Linked DNA regions of Mus musculus: region 2 is linked to region 1. Evidence: chromatin contacts called from public Hi-C data. All regions are on one chromosome and are shown on one strand. The core of a region is the stretch at or near the end of the contact, and the rest is flanking DNA. Distances in the headings are between cores, read along the strand shown. Region 1 has its middle 31 kb from the start of Gm34848. Region 2 overlaps Gm52095 (a long non-coding RNA gene).

Region 1 (3,679 bases), core at 620-3,119:
CCCCTCCGCTAGTGGTCTCCTTCCTTGGTCTAGGTTCCGCAACCTCCTAAAATAGATCCGTGCCCAAACCATGAGCCTCTGGGGGATATTTCAGACTCAAGCCACAACAGTATCAATTGCCAAATAATGCGAGGAATTTGGTTATAAAGGTTCCGATTTGTTTAGAGAGAGAAAAAGTACAGCATACAAATAATAGCTCAGAGCAAAACTGGCAAGATAAGCCCAGAAGACTAGGCAGGTTAGCCATCTGTAAGGATCCCGTGTCAAGGCACCATTTATTTTTAGTTCTTGGGTTGAAACTGTAGATGAAGAGTTTCTTATTTATTTGTTCTTGACCTTGGGCAGCCAGGTCTGTTCCCACGTGCTTTCCATTTATTTTGTAATCTTGTTGGGCTGGGGCACTGAGCAGGGCTTGGTCTGAATCTCTACAGTTAAGTCACCTATATCCAGTTTTTGGGTGGCATCTAGAGGCCTGCCCTCCCCTCCCCCATAACTCATAGTAAATCAAGGGGTATAGCTGCCCAAGTTGTGTTTGCAGCAGTAAAAAGTAGATCGAGAGACATTCAGTGAAAGGAGCTGACCACAAGTAAACACCCAGGCTCGGCATCCTCCGACGTCCTTAATTCTCACTGGCTCGATGTGGTGATGCCCCTCTGCCAGGATGACCCCATCACAGACACTTGTGGTTCCTCCCTCCAACCATGGCATAAAAACTTGGTTTCCTCTTCTTGTACCCGAATTTGGCAACCATCTCAGAAATCTAAGGCCTGTTACTTTTCCAATGTTAGGTGTTGGTTAAATCAATGGTAATCATTTTACATTTCGGTCATTACTAGCATCCCATTTCTGCACTGATCACTTTATGTCCCCTTCTGTAACTCATCAGGCAGAATTGTGGGAACTTCTGTGTAACTTCAGGTGCACAGGGACATCCCAAGGCTGTCTTCTGATGCTTTAGATTCTGTGGTGTCTTTAGTGTCTCATACACAAAGGAAGAGATTACAGAATGCAATGAATTTCAAATGGAAGAAACACTATAATTTGCTAAGTTTCTTTTCTTGTCACCTCTCTTCCTTCTTCCCCCTCACCCTCTTCCTGCTCCTCCACTCCATCAGAGTCTCGTTCAGGAGACCATGCTGTCCTAAAATGTAAGATACCTCCGCCCCAGAGTGCTGCTGTAACAGACATGTGTCACCACATATAGTATTTGCTACCTTTTTTGTTTATTTATTATCATCTCTCTCTCTCTCTCTCTCTGTGTGTGTGTGTGTGTGTGTGTGTGTGTAGGCATATGTATGTGAAAGTCAGAGGACACTTTCAGAAATCTGTTCTCAGCTTTCATTTTGGTGAGGCAGAGCCTCTTTCATTGTCTCTAGTGTTCTGTGTACTCCAGGCTGGTTGACCCTCAAATTTCTGGGCAATTCTCCTGTTTCTACCTCCGGTCTCTCAGTAAGAGTGCTAGGATTTAAGATCTCAGTCACCACACACATTTTTCACATGGGTTCTGGGGATCAAATTTGGGTCATCAGGTTTTGGCCACAAGTGGTTTTACCCACTAAGCCATCTCACCAGCCCATTTTTTCATTTCTAGTAAAGATAGAATTTTACTGAAACGTGACCAATATCTTATGCAAATGAAGTTCTCACAGCCCCAGTAAATCTATTGCTTGTGATACCTTTGGAGGAGGCTGCCTGGATGGAGCCTCTCATCAGGAGATGCTGGCAGCTGCATAGATGAGCCACACAAGAGAAGCAGCCTTTGTCCCCACGATACCAAGAAGTGTGGTGGTAGGGTCTCAGCTAGAAGTCTAGTTATTGAACAGGCGTGGGAACACAGCCACCAGTGTCTACACAGAAAGTGCCTCGTGGTAGTTTCCCATGTTGAAACAAATGAATCACCACCTCAAGGTGAAGGAAAATAGCAAACCACAGGAGCCTGGGCCTCCACAGCTTCCTGGTTTTATTTTCTAAATTTCTCTCTAATCTGTTAGGATTTATCTTGAACCACTGTAAAGTGGGGCTTTGAAAGGAGGATGTCTTTCCCCAGGAGGCAGTGAAAGGTTCTGTTGTCGACATTCCTTGTCTTTCCAGTGTTTTTGGTTCAAGGAGTCAGATTTCTGAATATTAAAGAAGTAGTTTTCTAGATGGCTCTTGGATGGTAAGGGGTAAAGGGGCAGGAAGTGTGTGTGTATGTGTGTATATATGTGTGTGGTGTGTGTGAGTGTATATATGTTTGAGTATGTGTGTGTGTGTGTGTGTGTGTATGTGTGTGCTGTAGGTGTTCTAAACCTGACTGATCTGTACCACCTAGGCCCTGTGCTAATGGAAAGCTCACATTACCTTTCTGAGTTTTAGATTCTTTTGTTGTTGTTGTTTAAAAAACTTCAGAGTAGAATATCATAATAAAATTAAGACCGTCTTAACAGAGTTGTGAGGATCATATAAACAAAGAAATACATGGTCAGGGCTCATGTTCACATATCAACAATCGGCAGTCACAGTGTAATGTCGCAGTAATCATGGTTCAGAATGCATTAACATCCTCCACAAGGACACTGTTACCATGAGCCAAGTGTCCAGCACTGGCGGTGGTGAGAATGGACAACGGTAAAGGAACATTCCAAGCTCGTCTTTCATGTTTGCATAGCGCCCAATGTTGTGGGCTGATGGAGTGGTACAGAAGTGCTCTCCAGCAAGACGCTGAAGATGCATCATGGCGTGGGAAGATGCCCTCCCTGGTTGTCAAGGAAAAGGCCTGTGCTCTTGCAGTTCACCAATGTCGTTGTCCTGTTTTTAGAAAAGAAAGGGGCGGAGGCAAAGACCTTGATACACCCAGAAGCTCAGGGGTGTCTCAGTACCAGGAAAATTCCAGAAGTGTTGCCCTTTGAACGTTCCATACAGATGGCCCTTGGGATCTCTCTTTCTCTCTCTTGAATAAAAGATCTGGAATTTTAGGCTTTAAAAAAGTAACCTAGAATATCTGATCAGCTTGAGCTGGCAGCCTCTTGGGTTCCCCAGAGCAGAAACTGAGTGGAGAAACCTCTTCAGCAGGCGGAGCCCACTGGCCTTTGTCTTCGGTATTCTCCCCTCCCCTATCCCAAAGGCACTAGTGTTGAGTCCAAGTCTCCCTCTGACTTTAACCCCACTACCTCTGCCAAAGGGGGTTGTGGCAGAGCCCTTGGAAAGATGAATTTTGCTTTTTTACCTTCTGCTTGGCTGTGTTGCAATGATATACTACTTGTAAAAATTGAAAAACATACCAGAATCCCTGTAGCCCCCAGAGCAAAAACTCTAGTTTCTTTATGAACTCATGTGCTGCAGCTCAAAATGAATGTCACAGGGCAGTGGCTTCTCCTCGCCATTTTCCTCTCTGTCTTCACAGACCCTTTTGTTCCTGGAGTTCTTACTCCTGTCAGAGCGGTAACAGCTGCAGAGGAAATGGCTGTGCACTGGCCTTTCTGTGCCCCTGTCCCTGCCAGGGCATCTTTAGGCTTCCTTCTCTCCCTACTTCCTTCCTTTTCGACCGCTACCTGCTTTAGGGCGTAGTCAGGTTCACCTGTTCCTAGAAATGCTGTAGCCGCTGCTTTTGGTCCCCTTCCTCTTCTCCACTCTCAGTAGCTGGAAAATTGATTGAGTCAGCCTAGGTTAGTTGCTGTGAGTGGTTCATCCCTCCACAGAA
Region 2 (3,515 bases), core at 120-2,619, 170 kb after region 1:
TATGAGTTTTGAGGACGGAACTCAGGTCATCCGGCTTGGCATTAGCAGCAAGCACCTCTCCCCATTTTAGCCATCTTGCCACCCCTCGCCCCTTCACTCACCTTTATCTATGCCCTATACAAAGCTTAGTCAGAGCTGTGACAGAAAAGAAGCATTGCATCTCACTGCGGACACAAGTGACTGACGGTGAACTTGAAGCTAACAGGGGTAGTGGTGCACACCTGTAACTCCAGCCCTTAAGACGCAGAGACAGGAGGATCTCCTGAAGTTCAAGGTCAGCTTACTCTGTATAGCAAGTTCCAGGCCAGCTGGGACTGCATAGTGTGATCATATCTTGAAACAACAAGGAAAAGGAAGGGCGAAGGGAAGTTTCATTTTTAAGTTACGCTGGAATTTTAGTCTGCTTGTTCACTGAAATGGTTTTATTTCTCTGACAGAGTAGGGCTCTTGTTTTGTCTATAGAAAGACGGGACAGGTTAAAGATCTTAGCAAGCATTTCCAACAGCATGTTAGTCCGGTAAGGTTAATGACGAGTTTTGTCTTTATGTGTCTGCCATATCCTTTAACACACTGTCCACTCCTAGATTTGGCACAGCGTTCACATAGATGGTAAGTCCAGTTTTGTTTTTCTCAAGGGAAAAAATATCAAGTTTTCTGTCTGCAATCCCAGCACCGTAGAGGTTGAAGCAAGAGAATTGTTTTAATTTGATGGCTAGCCTGGGCTAGATAGTACCAGGTCAGTCAGCTACATAGTTAAATATCACACACACACACAAAATGAAAAAGAAAGGAAGGAAGGAGCCGGGCGTGGTGACGCACGCTTTTAATCCCAGCACTCGGGAGGCAGAGGCAGGTGGATTTCTGAGTTCGAGGCCAGCCTGGTCTACAGATCGAGTTCCAGGACAGCCAGGGCTACACAGAGAAACCCTGTCTCGAAAAACAAACAAAAAAAGAAAAAAAGAAAGAAGGAAGGAAGGGAGTGAGGAAGGGGAGGAAGGAAGAAAGGAAGGGAGAAAGTGAAAGAAAAAGAAAACCCGTCTGCTTTGTTCTCTGGTCTCCCTTTGCCCATGCTTCAGAGACATTTTGGACAGTCTCCACATTTTGTTTCTAGAGTGGCATTGGCTTGTTGACTCTAGGCGCTGTATCTTTGCTAGAAGGTTAGTTGTTGGTGCTGACATTTTGAGAGTTAGTACAAGTGGCGGCAGGCTACATGGGCTTCAGTCTGCTCTGAGGCTGTTATAGTACATGCAACTAGATGTAATCCTTGTAGTCAAGACACAATGAAAACAGCCGGGGCTGGCAATCTTGTGCAGAATTAGAGTGTGGTTTCAGTTTCTGGCTTGTGGTCACTGCCACTGACTGCTTTAGTTTCCATTGCCAGAAGTCTCCAGCTGCTAAGAATGCAAACTTCGTGGTTGTTACAGGATGCTACAGCCCATCTCGGTGAGCAGCCTGTTCAACTTTATGTTCTCTATGCACCCATTTTTTTTTTTTTTTTTACTTCCCCAAATCTAGAGCACCACCTGGTTCTAGAGAATGGACATGCAGAATTGGAAGACAGTTCCCCAAACCCAGAGCTGTCTATAGGGATCTTAACGTCATCAGGATCAGAAGCCCCACATGAGCAAGGCCACCTTGAGAAGAGGTCACTACCCCTCAAGTCTGTGTAGGCAGACAGTTTTAACAATGTCACTGCTCCTTACATCACACCTTTTTTCTTCAGGAATGTTGGTGGTTCTCCCAGTCAGCAACAGGCCTACCTAGACAGAGCGGTTTATCAAGGGGTAGCCTAGTTTCCTTTGTTGCTGTGATAAATACCATGACCGAAAGCAACTTGGAGAGGAAAGGGTTTATTTCTACTTACAGTTTCAGGTTACAGTCCCATCAAGGAAAGTCAAGGCAGGAACTGAAACAAACCATGGAAGAATGATCTTTACTGGTCCACTCACTGATTTATGCTCAGCCAGCTTTTTCTTTTTCTTTTTAATGTATCTCCCTGCCAAAGGGAATGGTGCCACCCATAGTGGGCTTGGGTCTCCCTGCCCCCCACTAATTATCAGTGAACACAATTTACCATAAACATGGCCACAGGTCAATCTGATCAAAGCTGTTCTTCAATTAAGGTTCCCTTTTCCCATGTGATTCTACATTGTAAAGTTGTTGCATGAGACCCTGTCATAACATACATACATGGTGGGGGGAATATTTGAGATACAGAATGTGATGGGGAAGGGGACCCAAAAGGGTAACAGTATGAATATGACCAAAGTACATTATATTCATGTATGAATACAAGGGAGCAGGGAAGATATTCCATTGGTAAAGTACCTGTCTTGCAAGCATGGAGACTTAATGTGATCCTCAGAATACACTACACTTGCAAGGTGACATGGCATGATCTTGTAGTTCCAGACTGGGAAGATGGAGGAGATAGGGGGATCCTTGGAGCCCACCTAATTGGTTAATCAGAGACTGTGTCAGGGAAGGTGGAGAGTGTGCCCGGGGATGACACCCAGGGTTGTTCTCTGGCCTCCACTTGCACACACACACACACACACACACACACGTATACACATACACCTGTATTTGAAGAAATGTCACAATGAGGGACAGGGAGAGTTGGCTCGGTCTTAAAGGGCTTGCCGTACAAGCATCAGGACTTGAGTTCAGATCCGCAGCATCCATGGAAAATCCTAGCACTCGGGAGGTGAGCATGTGAGAGCATGTGTCTGTACCTCAGCACCTGGGGAGGGGGTTTGCAAATGAGCGGACCCCAAGGGCTCACTTGCCAGCCAGTCTAGCCGACATGTGGAAGTTTAGACCAAATGAGAGGTCCTGCTTTGAAAGTTCAGGTGGCGAACAGCAGAGGAAGGCAGCCAACCTGATGTCACCCTCTGGACTTCTCATGGGCCAGCACATTGGCATACACACAAAATTCTTGCCACAGAGGAACCCATTGCTTAGTACATGCTAAAAGAAAAAGCAAAGGTGAACCCTTGGGCGGGAGCCTCTTTAGTTTTGATATATGTGTACATACTTTTAGGAGCCTTCTCAATAAAGAGAATCAGGAATTTTGTTGTTGTTGTTGTTGTTCATCGGGTTGCGCTAGGGAGTGTGTGTGTGTGTGTGTGTGTGTGTATTTCCTTTGGAGAAAGGGTCTCACTGTGTTTTCCACACTCATCTCGAACTTGCTGTAGAGAATAGACTGATCTTGAGCTTGGAGCAACTCTCCTGGCTCTGACTACATTACAGCACTATAGTGAGCAGCACACCTAGCCTTCATATATGCACTTTTAAATTGGGTTTTTCTGCATGTATTAACACTGGGATCAAACAGTAGGTGAGTACTCACATCACTGAGCTACATCCTCAACTTCTATTTTTATTTTATTTATTTATTTATTTATTTATTTATTTATTTATTTTGGTTTTTCAAGACAGGATTTCTCTGTATAGTCCTGGCTGTCCTGGAACTCACTCTGTAGACCAGGCTGGCCTTGAACTCAGAAACCCGC

The links. Hi-C and Micro-C count contacts between places; a contact is called where the count stands out from the background.
Region 2: a Hi-C map of CD8 T cells shows a contact between it and region 1, with 1.8 times the contacts expected there. The contact joins two enhancer-like sites. A contact is called at or near these places in 10 of 39 promoter capture datasets (the C10 cell line, the HPC-7 cell line, embryonic stem cells and 4 more), 2 of 15 datasets of contacts at CTCF or cohesin (the NIH/3T3 cell line and large pre-B cells), 49 of 484 Hi-C or Micro-C datasets (B cells, the C10 cell line, CD4 T cells and 27 more), 22 of 115 datasets of contacts at active chromatin or transcription factors (the 230-238 cell line, CD8 T cells, the SCID.adh cell line and 15 more) and 3 of 9 other capture datasets (adipose tissue, liver and pancreatic islet).

Annotation. Positions count from the first base shown.
Region 1 is chr14:27,232,627-27,236,305 of GRCm38.p6, forward strand. It overlaps a transcript of Arhgef3 not described here. Among named protein-coding and RNA genes, the nearest start is that of Gm34848, 31 kb to the right of the region's middle. Within about 2 kb of position 1,870, at least 17 of the 459 cell types and tissues checked have an H3K27ac peak or open chromatin away from gene starts, as enhancers often do. A contact at or near this core is called in CD8 T cells, the MNK3 cell line, the SCID.adh cell line and 6 more, where this site is marked.
Region 2 is chr14:27,404,257-27,407,771 of GRCm38.p6, forward strand. Gm52095 (a long non-coding RNA gene) reads right to left here. Exons shown (of 4, transcript XR_003951011.1): 4 at 1,626-1,906. Among named protein-coding and RNA genes, the nearest start is that of Gm34702, 5.7 kb to the left of the region's middle. Within about 2 kb of position 1,370, at least 103 of the 459 cell types and tissues checked have an H3K27ac peak or open chromatin away from gene starts, as enhancers often do. A contact at or near this core is called in CD8 T cells, the MNK3 cell line, the SCID.adh cell line and 6 more, where this site is marked.